Linked DNA regions of Capra hircus: region 1 is linked to region 2. Evidence: chromatin contacts called from public Hi-C data. All regions are on one chromosome and are shown on one strand. The core of a region is the stretch at or near the end of the contact, and the rest is flanking DNA. Distances in the headings are between cores, read along the strand shown.

Evidence for each region. Hi-C and Micro-C count contacts between places; a contact is called where the count stands out from the background.
Region 1: a contact with region 2 is called in a Hi-C map of blood, with 1.9 times the contacts expected there. The contact joins the promoter of TCP11L2 here to the enhancer-like site in region 2. A contact is called at or near these places in 4 of 5 Hi-C or Micro-C datasets (blood and liver).

Annotation. Positions count from the first base shown.
Region 1 is chr5:68,350,403-68,356,668 of ARS1.2, reverse strand. TCP11L2 (T-complex protein 11-like protein 2) reads right to left here and starts at 3,863. Exons shown (of 10, transcript XM_005680574.3): 1 at 3,786-3,863.
Region 2 is chr5:68,305,335-68,311,629 of ARS1.2, reverse strand. No RefSeq gene overlaps it. Among named protein-coding and RNA genes, the nearest start is that of CKAP4, 18 kb to the left of the region's middle. Within about 2 kb of position 4,004, at least 1 of the 5 cell types and tissues checked has an H3K27ac peak or open chromatin away from gene starts, as enhancers often do.

The DNA of each region.
Region 1 (6,266 bases), core at 2,614-5,113, 45 kb before region 2:
GCGCGCAAAAGATAAAGCATCTAACTTCCCCTAGGGTTCTTGGCAACACCTATCTCCGAGAGAAGTTTCAGAAGTTTCGACAGTGGTTAATGTAAATAAGCAGTCCCAGAGGAGCTCTGTGCGGTCAGGCCTACAGTTCTGCTCTGTTGTGGGTGTGCTTCGGAGTCTACAGAAACACCCTTCCTCCAACTGCACACAGGAAAACTGCATCTTCTGCCAGGTGTAAATTGGGGGTTATTTGAGAGAGAGTTTCATGCAAGAATGTAAGTGACTTTTGTATAGGCTCAAATACTTCCATTTAGTGCTGAAATCATGTCTGGTTTGGTGGAGGGAGGGCTTCCCTGGTGGCTCAGAGGGTAAAGTGTCTGCCTGCAATGCAGGAAACCCGGGTTCGATTCCTGGGTCGGGAAGATCCCCTGGAGAAGGAAGTAGCAACCCACTCCAGTATTCTTGCCTGGAAAATCCCATGGATGGAGAAGCCTGGTAGGCTATAGTCCATGGGGTCCCAAAGAGCCGGACACGACTGAGCCACTTCACTTCACTTCACTTGGTGGAGGGAAAATTGGTTCTATTAGCAGGAAAAAAAAAAAAAAGGCAACATTCTAAAGGAGGATGGAAAGTCAGTTAACCTAGATGGAATCATTCAGTGTTAAAAATGGCCCTATCTTGAGTTCAAACCCTCCCTCTGACATTTACTACTATGAGATCTTGGTCAGTGAGAAAATATTAAAACCATCTAACTGGGCTATTGTGAAGATGGAATGAGATAAAGCATGTAAAGTGCTTAAGGTTGTACACAGTAAGCACTCAATCAGTGCGAGTTGCTGAAACTATTTGGCAAACCACTCTGAACAACCTTAGCTGGTGATCTGAATAAATTTGTATTTGTGTCTCCTAATGCCACTCTTTCCTCCCTTCTCCTAAAATGCACAACTTGGTACAAATCAAGAGATTAAAGAGAAAATGCTATTGCCACCCAGGTTCTTTCCTATGAACCTAGCTTATGCCGTTTGTTGGAATCAGAAGTCAGGTTGACAGAAGTCTCTAATTTCAATTCTTGCCAAATAACCACCACCACACAACTGCTATCACCACCCTAGAGACTCCACAATAGAAAGATTAACTAAAAATATCCCCCAAACTTCTGGACACTGTGACAATGACACATGGCAGCTTTGCTTTCTTTGTTAGCTTTGCAGGAGCTTGTTAAGTATTGTTTTGTCATATTACATAATGTGAAGCAGGTAAGCATGAGTCAGGAGAGTTGTCCAATCTACCTGGGTCACCAGCTGCCTGATCCTGGGCATGGCACATATTTTAAAGCTCAAATGTGTGATTCTCAAAGCCACAAGGAAGCAATTTTTGTCAAAACAGATGAGTCAAGTTTCAGCATCTGCTGGGGTGAGAACTTTGAGGCATAAAAGGTAGGGTAACATCAGAGACCCATGCCAGAGAGAAAAATCTCCTGGAAAAATAATCTTCTATTACATCAACATTAAATAACTTGCTATTTGGAAACCTCTTGGTCAGTTAACCTCTTGGTCAGGAAATCTCCTGACCAATTGCCCTTAGACTGGCTTGTATATAAAAGCACTATGAAGAAATATAGTCCTGTAAAATATTAGGCAGCTTCCTTAAAATATCAGAGAGAGCCTTGTATCATATTCTTACCCAAAGAGCCCAGGCAGTCATAAAATAAAATCCTCTTTGCACAGATTAGTTCATGACCTTCCGGAAAAAAAAAAAAAAAAAAAACCTCTGAAAAGGCAACCTCTTTACTAAGTAAAATAATTAACTGTTTATGTGAAGAAGACGTATTGTCACACTTAATTTTTTTAACTTTTCTTTTTTGAAGCACTTTGAGAGCTCATGGTAATGCAATTTGCTTTCCCTGTAAATTACACAATAGATTAAATTTGATCTATTGCCTTTGGCGGATTACTCAAGGCAGATCGACATTTTTACTCGGCAAAAAAATTTAAATACTTCTTTTGACACATCTTAAATCTGAGTTTTAAGTTACAGTGAATCCTTGAATAAATCAGAAGATCCAAAAATGTAATTTTGATGTGGATTTGCAACCTCTTAGCAGCTTAACGTTTATAGTGGGGTTGCATCGTGTGCTGATCTCAGTTCAGTTCAGTCACTCAGTCATGTGCAACTCTGCAACCCCATGGGCTGCAGCACACCAAGCCTTCCTGTCCATCACCAACTCCTAGAGTTTACTCAAACTCATGTCTATTGAGTTGGTGGTGCCATCAACCATCTCATCCTCTGTCTTCCCCTTCTCCTCCTGCCTTCAATCTTTCCCAGCATCAACGTAATGCAATTTCAACCTGACATCAATGAGAGGTGGAGTAGGGAGCACAAAAGCATGGTTGAAACCCCGGCAGTGATGTTAACCCCTTCTTCTCTTTATAGGAGTTGTGAGGCTTCACTTCCTGAGTTGATGTCTGTTTCCAAGTTTCTCATTACGGGTCCAAGCTCCTTATCCAAGGCTAGCTTCTTGGGCATGCAGTGGCTCATGACCCTATGCTTAGAGGAGCCTCATACTTAATTTAAAGCTTTGCTGCTGCCTACTTGAAATTCTCACTCATTTTTGAACAAGGAGCTCTGCATTTTCATTTTGCATGGAACCTTGAAAATGGTGTCACTGGTCCTGACTTCACCATACAGAATATGAGCCTAGTGTTTGAAGGTACTTATCTTCCCTTTTAATCCATCCCCCAATACAAGTCAATTATTTTATCTAATGCTCAAGTGAAGAAACATTTATCCGTTTCCAGGAATTCCCATTGCCCAGTGTTTAGGACTCATTTTTTTCACTCCCTAGCCAAATCATATTATTTCTGTTGTTGTTGTTTTGGGTTTTTCTGGTTGCACCAAGTGGTTTGTGGGAACCTAGTTTTCTAACCAGAGACCAAACCCAGGTCCCTTGTAGTGGAAGCCCAGAGTCCTAACCACTGGACTTCCAGGGATTCCCTGGGCCCAGGTTGGACACTAGATTAGGGAAGATCCCACAAACCACAAGCGTGGCCAAAAACAAACAAACCAACCCATAAATCAGCTTCAATTCTGGAGACAAAACAAAACAAGACATGGTGTTTCCTAGGTCTTATGGTTTCATTTGAGGAATTTTCAAGGATAACTTTGACTTTACATGATTTTTACCTTATGGTCTCTCTTTAGAACCTAACCCCTCACATAATATATGACTGCAGTAAACAGAAAGCTTCATTGAATGGAATTCCATCTCTTTTTCTCTCACTTGTCCATCTCAAGGTACTAAGAAGGACTAAAAATTGATAAAGTGGGGGAAAAAGCAATAGAAAGTAGAAGGGATGAAAATAATTTGGCTAAAATATGAATTAGATGATTGATCACTGCATGTTCAAAATTTAACCACAACTTTTTGACAGATTTTGTCATTATTTATTCTTTTGGTCTTGAATATAAGGCAGATTTAGATCACTGGTTTTGAGAGTGAATCAAAATATCGATTCTTTTAAAAAAATTATTTATTTTAATTAGAGGTAACTACAATATTGTGATGGTTTTTGCCATACGTCAATATGAATCAGCCATAGGCATACAAAATGTTGATTCTTGATCAAGTTTCCAAAACACCAAAACCAGTTTTTCCCCTGACTCCACGGAACTGAGTTGGTGTAAAATTGGAGATTATTTCTCATTCCAATTGCCTCTACCATCATACATAGCATACTAAAAAGAAAACCAGCCTTAATACTCTCCTTTACCCTCCTCCATGAGTCCTTTCCACTTACCTGGGAAACACAGTCCTCTCCTGGAAAACAAAAAAGACTGTGAGGGCCAACAGAGAAGACGACTCTGGGCAGGAAGTGGGAGGGGCCAAAGGGAGCTGAAGCTCAAAGGAGGCCTGTGAGAGGTCAAAGAGCTGATGGCTCAGCCAAGACCGTCCTGCTCTTCTACTCCACCTCCAGGCCAGCAGGCAGCTGTTTTCTAAATGTCTTCCCAGTCCTGTTCAACCATGGATGAAGATTTAGGCAGAAACTAACACCATTGTGGCATTTTTTAAAATATATTTAAATAAAAAATAGAAAAATAAGCACCCAATGGAGTGGGGAAAGGGCTTCTAAAATAGAAGGGAACTTCCCTGGCAGTCCAGTGGTTAAGACTTCACCTTCTAATGCAAGGAGTGCTGGTTCAATCCCTGGTTGGGGAGCTAAACTTCCCACTTGCCTCATGGCCAAAACACTAAAACGTAAAACAGAAGCAATGTTTGTAACAAATTCAAATTCAAAAATGGTCCATGTAAAAAAAAAAAATCTTTAAAAATTAAAAAAAAATAAAGGCAAAGCCCAGAAGACATAAAGGAAAAGATTAAGAAACATGACTCTTAGTGTTCAACATAAAAGCATGAATTATAGAACAGTCACTGTATTGTGATACCATTTATACTTGAATGAGAGCTGTCAGTAGAAGGCCCCTATAAGTATTTTGTGTATATGAAATGCATAGAAATGAGATGAAAAGTTAGCCTCTCAACTGTTCAGGAAGCAAGTTGGTAGATGTTCTCATTTATTCTACATGCATACAAATGGCTTTTTTTTTTTTAACAATGAGAATGTATTCATTCATACATTATTAATGTAATTTCACATGCCTCACAGTGATACTGCTCTTATCATTGAATGTCCTATCTTACTGATGGAGGGCTATTAACACCACACAGTAATCTTCTCATCTCCTTTGTATTCATATTCTTTAAAGTCATGATAAGAAAAGGAGTTTTTTATGTAAACTATGGAAAGCAATAGATTTGCAAAAGGCCCTTCAGTAAGGTATGTCAAAATTATTTATGCTGTGGGGGTGGAATAATAATATTTATTTCTCAACTTGTTTCCTTCAGGCTCAATTCTTAGTCAAAGTGCAAGGAGTTCACTTTGGCTTTAAAAGATGTTTGCCGCACCAACAACCACTTAAGGGTTTCTTTCCTTTGATAATAAAGCAAAGTGGTATGGAACTTAAATAATTGGATTATTTCTGAGGATAAAAAATTGAGAGCCCTGAAAATTTAAGTGTCGGTACAATAGCTTTTACCCAAGTTCCAGGGGGTTCTAGTGGAAAGTATTGTAGGGTTTATGACTGAGCAAAAAGATATTCAGTGACTCACTGAACTGGTCAAGAATAGAAACCAAAACTCATTTCATGGCTTCTCTACACACACACACACACACACACACACACACACACACACACACAGAGTGACATGCAAGGTATTACCTATTGGCATAATTTTCTAACTTCCATAACATGTCAACAAGCATACCAGCACTGTATCAACTAAGTGCCCAAAGTATTTATAATCACAGTCCATTATTCTGGAAGGTTGCTTGGACCAGATACTGGGGTGGCTGGCTGTGCCTTCCAAATAGCAAAAAGAATGAAATGGTGCCAACTCTCCTAAAATATGAAGCTGTCTATGTGTCTCTCATATGTATGTATGAAGCAGTCAGAGAAAGAACAAAAAAAAATGTAAATTCTGCTACAAGAAGAGCAGCAAAGTGCTTCTGGTTGATTCTCTGATAGAGATTGTTCATGTTACAAGTGTGTGATGGAGTGTCTCCTGCCATGTCTGTAAACAAGAATGTCACAGCCATCCGTGATTCCAGCCCTCCAAATGTGAGGGCCCCCCAAAGGGAGAACAATGGGAGGTGGTAGGGGAGATGTGAAAATGAAGGATGCTGACCCCAGAGAGCTGAGATGCGTATGAAAGGAATGAGTTCAGTGAGCCCATCTTCCCATACTTAGAGAGAGCTAAATTCCTAAACTTGAGATATCTGCTTTTCTTAACAATAATCTTCGATGTTCAGACTATCTGCCTGCTTTGTTGCAAACTTCTATATAACCTGACTCCATCCCCTGCCTCCTCAGAGCAGTTTCTCAGGGCTCCTTGAGATGCTGCCTCCCAGGCTTGAAATCCTAAAAATTTCCCACCCAAGAAAACAACTCTCAACTTTCAGGGTTTTAAGTATATACAAGTATACCTCTAAGTACATAATCAGCAAATCCTGGAAATCTGAGTAAAACATATGGTCAAAAGAATTTTAATGCTCAAGCTGACTTTGCTATTTAAAAGAAGACTATTGTGATAAAGTATAAATTAAAAAAAATGATTTCCAAGTGTATGTATGTAGATCAAAGTTTTCAAAGAGCAAATTAGTTCAGGTACAAACTAGCTCTTTATGAAGAACAAATGTATTCTGCTGGAAAGGGGGAATGCC
Region 2 (6,295 bases), core at 2,755-5,254:
ATTGGGATCATGAAATCAATTCCTGAAAATATCTGTCTAAAGACCTGTTCTACCAGTTTCCCTGGAGCACAGAGTGCCTCGCTCCCGACCCTGAATTCCCCTCAGAGGGTGCTGAAGGTTGGCAGCTGCAGCAGCACAGGGTTCAGTCTCCACAGAGGCCGATGGCAAAGGCCCTTGTTGTTGTTCAGTGGCTGGCAAATGCTCTTGGCAAGTGTCAATTTGTAGTTGACGAACACATGTCCCAATCTCACCCACTGCTGCTGGAACTTTCTAGAAAGGGGTGCCCTTTGTCCACTGGCTGGATATAAGCTTACAGCTGCTAGGGGCCATCTTATGTGGAGAGATCACTGAGAATGAAGCTGGCATAGAGGAGAGCAAATCCAAGGGATGGCAGTAACTGGTTCCTGATGACATAGAATGAGAACCTGGATCCAGCTGTGCCCCAAAGCTCCAGAAGCCACGATCTTTACTACATGGAATCGTATACCATTATGCCAACTTTTGGTTTCCCTGGTGGCCAGTGGTAACGTATCTGCCTGCAGTGCAGGAGACTTGCGTTCAATCCCTACATCAGGATGATCCCTTGGAGAAGGAAATGGTAACCCATTCCAGTATTCTTGACTGAAGACTCCCATGGGTAGAGGAGCCTGGTGAGCTACAGTTCATGGGGTCACAAAGAGTCTGACACAAGTTAGTGACTAAGCAATGCCAACTTTCACATGGACACAAAGTGACGTGGAGCCATGCAAATGATGAGCATAATAGTACTGCTTGTGACTAAAAAGACTTGCTGTTTAGTCACTAAGTCATGACTGACACTTTTGTGACCTCCGTGGATTGACTGTGCCAGGCTCCTCTGTCCATGGGGTTTTCCTGGTAAGAATATTGGAGTGAGTTGCCATTTCCTTCTCCAGGGGATCTTCCTGACCCAGGGATCGAACCTACTTCTTCTTTGGTAGATGGATTCTTTACCACTGAGCCACTAGGGAGGGAAACCCTGTAAAACACGGTTCAGCTGCTCAGTCGTGTCTGACTCTTTGCCACCCCATGGAGTGCAGCACACCAAGCTTCCCTGTCCATCACCAACTCCCGGAGCTCACTCAACTCATGTCCATCAAGTTGGTGATGCCATCCAACCATCTCATCCTCTGTCGTCCCCTTCTCCTCCTGCCTTCAGTCTTGCCCAGCATCAGGGTCTTTTCCAGTGAGTCTGTTCTTAGCATCAGGTGGTCAAAGAATTGGACTTTCAGCTTCAGCATCAGTCCTTCCAATGAGTATTCTGGACTGATTTCCTTTAGGATGGACTGGTTGGATCTCCTGGCAGTCCAATGGACTCTCAAGAGTCTTCTTCAATACCACAGCTCAAATGCATCAGTTCTTTGGTGCTCAGCTTTCTTTATAGTCCAACTCTCACATCCATACATGACTACTGGAAAAACCATAGCTTTAACTATAGGGACCTTTGCTGGCAAAATAATGTCTCTGATTTTAATATGCTGTCTAGATTGGTCATAGCTTTTCTTCCAAGGAGCAAGTGTCTTTTAATTTCATGGCTGCAATCACCATCTGCAGTGATTTTGGAGCCCAAGAAAATAAAGTCTCTCACTGTTTCCATTGTTTCCCCATCTATCTGTCATGAAGTGATGGGACTGGATGCCATGATCTTAGCTTTCTGAATATTGAGTTTTAAGCCAACCTTTTCACTCTCCTCTTTCACTTTCATCAAGAGGCTCTTTAGTTCTTCACTTTCTGGCATAAGAGTGGTGCCATCTGCATATCTGAGGTTATTGATATTTTACCCAGCAATCTTGACTTCAGCTTGTGCTTCATCCAGCCCAGCATTTCTCATGATGTACTCTGCATATAAGTTAAATAAGCAAAACAAGCAGATAAGTAAAAGACTGTAAATACCTAAAAAGTCTGGTAACCTAATCAATGACTACTTTATCCCTTGTTCAATCAATGTACTCCAAAACAATAATAAAAATGAATAAATCAGAACCTGTGTATCAATGCGAATGGATCTCTTAACTAAATGCTGAGTGGGAAAAAAAAAGAAAAGAAAATACATAGTATAAGAACTTGTAAATAAAATTAAGAAAACATACAAAATAATACTTTATATTATAGTACAAGGATCAAAAAGTAGCTAGGATACTGACTATCCAAATTCAGATTGGTTTCTTAGGTTAAGTGGGGATTACCTGGGCATTCATTATATTGTTCTTAATATCTTTTTTCTTCTCTTAACAATTTATTATGAAAATTTAAACAAAAAATGGAAAGAATTGTCCAGTGAACACTGATACTTTTACTACTGAGATACTACAATGAATATTTTACTATCACATATATTTCCCATGCGTGCATGCATGCCAAGTCATCTCAGTTGTGTCCGACTCTTTGCTAACCACTTGGCCCTCAGGAAGCTCTCAGTCTCTCAGTATTCTTGATAATTTTTTGTATGTCAGAAATGCTTCGCAATGAAAATTTTTTAAAAAGGAAGGAACACCAAGGGAAACATTCATACTTTAAAAAAATTGAATTATAACTAACAGAAAACACTATATTAGTTTTGGGTGTTACAGTGATTTGATATTTTTATACATTATGAAATGATTACCACAAGAAGTCTAATAACCATCTGTCACTGTCCAAAGTGGTTACAATTTTATTGACTATATTCCGTATGCTATATGGCTTCCCAGGTGGCATTAGTGGTAAAGAACTTGCCTGCCAATGCAGGAGACGTAAGAGACGTGGGTTCAATCCCTAGGTCAGGAAGATTCCCTGGAGTAGGGAATGGCAGCCCACTCCAATATTCTTGCTTGGAAAATCCCATGGACAGAGGAGCCTGGTGGGTTATAGTCCATGGGGTCTTGAAGAGTGGGACACAACTGAGCATGCGCGCGCGCACACACACACACACACACACACACACACACACACAATGTTGTGCATTACATTCCCATGACTTACTTATTTAATAATTGAAAGTTTGTGCCTCCTATTCCCGTTTACCTATTCCATCTCTTCCCTCCGTCCCCTGTCACTCTGGTAACCACCAGTTTGTTCTCTGCATCTATGACTGTTTTATTTTGTTTTGCTTTCTAGATTCCACAACTAAGTGAGATCATAGGGTATTTGTCTTTCTCTGTCCGACTTATTTCACTTAGCATAACGGCCTCCAGGTCCATCCATACTTGTCTTGCCTCCAGTGGCAAGATTTCATTCCTTTTTTATGGTGGAGCAACACTTCATTGCATATATATGCCACGTCTTCTTTATCCATTCATCTATTGATAGACAGGTTGCTTCCATTTCTTGCCCACTGAAAATAATGCTGCACCAAACATACGCGTGCACATATCTTTTCAACTTAGTGTTTTGTTTCCCTTGGGTAAACACCAAGAAGTGGAGCTGCTGGATCACCTGGTAGCTCTGGTTTTTATTTTATTTTTTGAGGAACCTCAATACTATTTTTCATTGAGGCTGCACCACTTTATGTTCCCACCCACAGTGGAAGGGCTCCCCTTTTCTCCACATTTCTGCCACTTGTTGTTTCTTGTCTTTTTAATGATAGCCATTCTGACTATCAGAATGATGTGAGAGTGTGAGATAGGAAGATAAACGATTATCTCCGTATATTTCATGAGGAGCTATATTTAAAGATGATTAATTACTTTTCACGGTAGTCAAGCTAAATAGCCACATGGTAGGCCTTGAAGAGCTCAGGCTAAAAAAGTATTCCCGACCTCCCTTATTTTACAGACCAAGGGCAGGGGTACTGAGACTCAGGGAGAGGAACTTGCTCCCCAAGTTCAGAAACTAATTGTTAAGGAGACAGAGCTAGTTTCTTCTCTTCTCTCTATTTGTTTGGGCCCCACCCTAGGCCTAAGCAAATTTCTGAAATGTCCAGAGACAAGCAAAGCTGAGTCCTTGCAAGCAGGAACTGCATTCTGGCAGGAAGGGGAGTGGCCCCTTGGCTGGTGCTCAGCATATTGGCCCTGAGCAGCCAAGAGCAATACCTGTTGGGCAATGGGCTGTGGGGAAACCTCAGCCTGTCTGTGTGTAAATACCTGATAGTGTTGACATGCCTATTATTAATCGGGTGTAGTTGCCCAGTGTGACGGTGCTTTTGTTGTTATTGTTTAGTTACCATTGTGTCCAACTCTTTGAGACCCCACGCACTGTAGCCCAGGCTTCCCCAGTGGCTCAGTGGTTAAAAAAAAAAAAAAAAAAAATCCGCTTGCAAAGCTGAAGCCACAGGAGACATGGATTTGATCCTTGGGTCAGGAAGACCCCCTGTAGGATGACATGGCAACCCACTCCAGTATTCTTGCCTGGAGAGTCCCATGGACAGAGGAGCCTGGCAGGCTACAGTCCCTATGGTTGCAAAGAGTCAGACATGACTGAAATCACTGAGCTTACTCGCTCAGACTACAGCCCGCCAGGCTTCTCTGCCCATAGAAGTCTTTCCAGTTAAGAAGACTGGAATGGGTAGCCATTTCCTTCTCTAGGAGATCTTCCCAGACCAGGGATCAAACCTGTGTCTCCAACATTGACAGGCAGATTCTTTTCCACTGAACCACCAGTTAAGATCCTTACTGTCCTACAGAGTCACTCTTAGAAACTCAGGAACATAGGTCTACATTTCTCATGCACTGGATTGTCCTGGTTTATTCTCCTTGGGAGGTTCCCAGTTGAAGCTTTATTTTTTTGGTCGTGCCAAATCTTAGTTCCTCCACCAGGGATCAAACTCATGCCCCCTGTGGTGGAAATGTGGAGTCCGTACCACTGAACTGCCAGGGAATTCTACCTAGCTGAAATTTTAAGGACTGGAGGCAGGGAGGAAAAGGACCTAGGGATCAGAAAGTTGGTTTAGTTCCATCTGCTGGCCTGTTTTTCTTTGGATAATTCATCTTCTCCCTCTGGGTGCCTGTCTGCCCTCCTGTCTGTAAAGTGAGGAGGGTGATAAAATGATCTCCAAGTTTTCTTCCAGCTCCAGCTTCCCTTGACTTCATCATCTTACATGATTCTTTGGGAGCATATTGTGGGTAGTAGGAGAGCTGAGGGAAAAAGAACTTGAGCGTGGGCAAATCCCTGAAGGGCAGATATGACTTCTGTGTTAACCAAGGCTGTATTCCTAGCTCTCATTTGTGTCTGGCATAAAGTAGGTGCACAAATACTTTCTCTTCCCAAGGTGGAGCTAGTGACTTGTCAGTTTTGCTATTGGCAGTAGCTGCTAGACTAGGCTGACATAGTGGGTAATTTCATCCGAAGTCTGTTTACTTAGAAGACTCCCTGATGCGCCAGGAGCAAATCCAAAGTAGCTCTCTCTCTTGAACTGTTTCCGCGGAGGTGTAACCCCAAACCTGTGAGGCTGAAGGCTGTAAGAAGGAGAGATGCCACTTGAAGTGAGAATTTAGCGCCATCTAGTGTCTGAATTTCAGCTTCAGCATTGAAGCTGAAACTCCAATACTTTGGCCACCTGATGCGAAGAACTGACTCATAGGAAAAGACACTGATGCTGGGACAGATTGAAGGCAGGAGGAGAAGGGGAGGACAGAGGATGGGACGGTTGGATGGCATCACTGACTCGATGGACATGAGTTTGAGCAAGTTCCGGGAGTTGGTGATGGACAGGGAGGCCTGGCGTGCTGCAGTCCATGGGGCCGCAAAGAGTCAGACATGACTGAAGGACTGAACTGACCGAGAGTCTGAACTGGGGATCACAGGAATGATTTCTTCATTTTTCTAGGTATTCTGTTTCATAAAGGAGCGATAAATCCAGTTGTGCCAATTAAAATATACCAAGAAAACCCACTATTTAAAAGACTCATGAATGTATTTACATGTGACATGAACATTATTGTAGTATGTATATTCTCCCCCCAATTAGCTCCCTCTGAAAACTTAGAGAACAATAAAAAGGGTTTTGTTAACAGGAGTCTTTTGTTAGTAGAAGCTTAGAAAGTCCTTAAGGCTCTATCCTTCCCACATCCAGCTAGTTCAGAGGGCAGGTACTGACCCTTAAAGCAGCTCAGTCTAGAGCTGACTGCTTAGTTGTTAACATAAGTATCTGAATTTTATGTCATGCATTAATTAAAACACATTTCTTATCTCACTCAATCCTGGTGATTATCCTAGGGAGTAAGAATGACAGTCTCTAACTAGCTGATCATTCACTGCTGTTGAGAAAGTTTCATTAATTTGCCTTGACGTTATACAGTAATTGTTGGGGAGAGGATTCAGACTCACATTGGTCTGTCTCTAACAACTGTTTTCTGTGTAC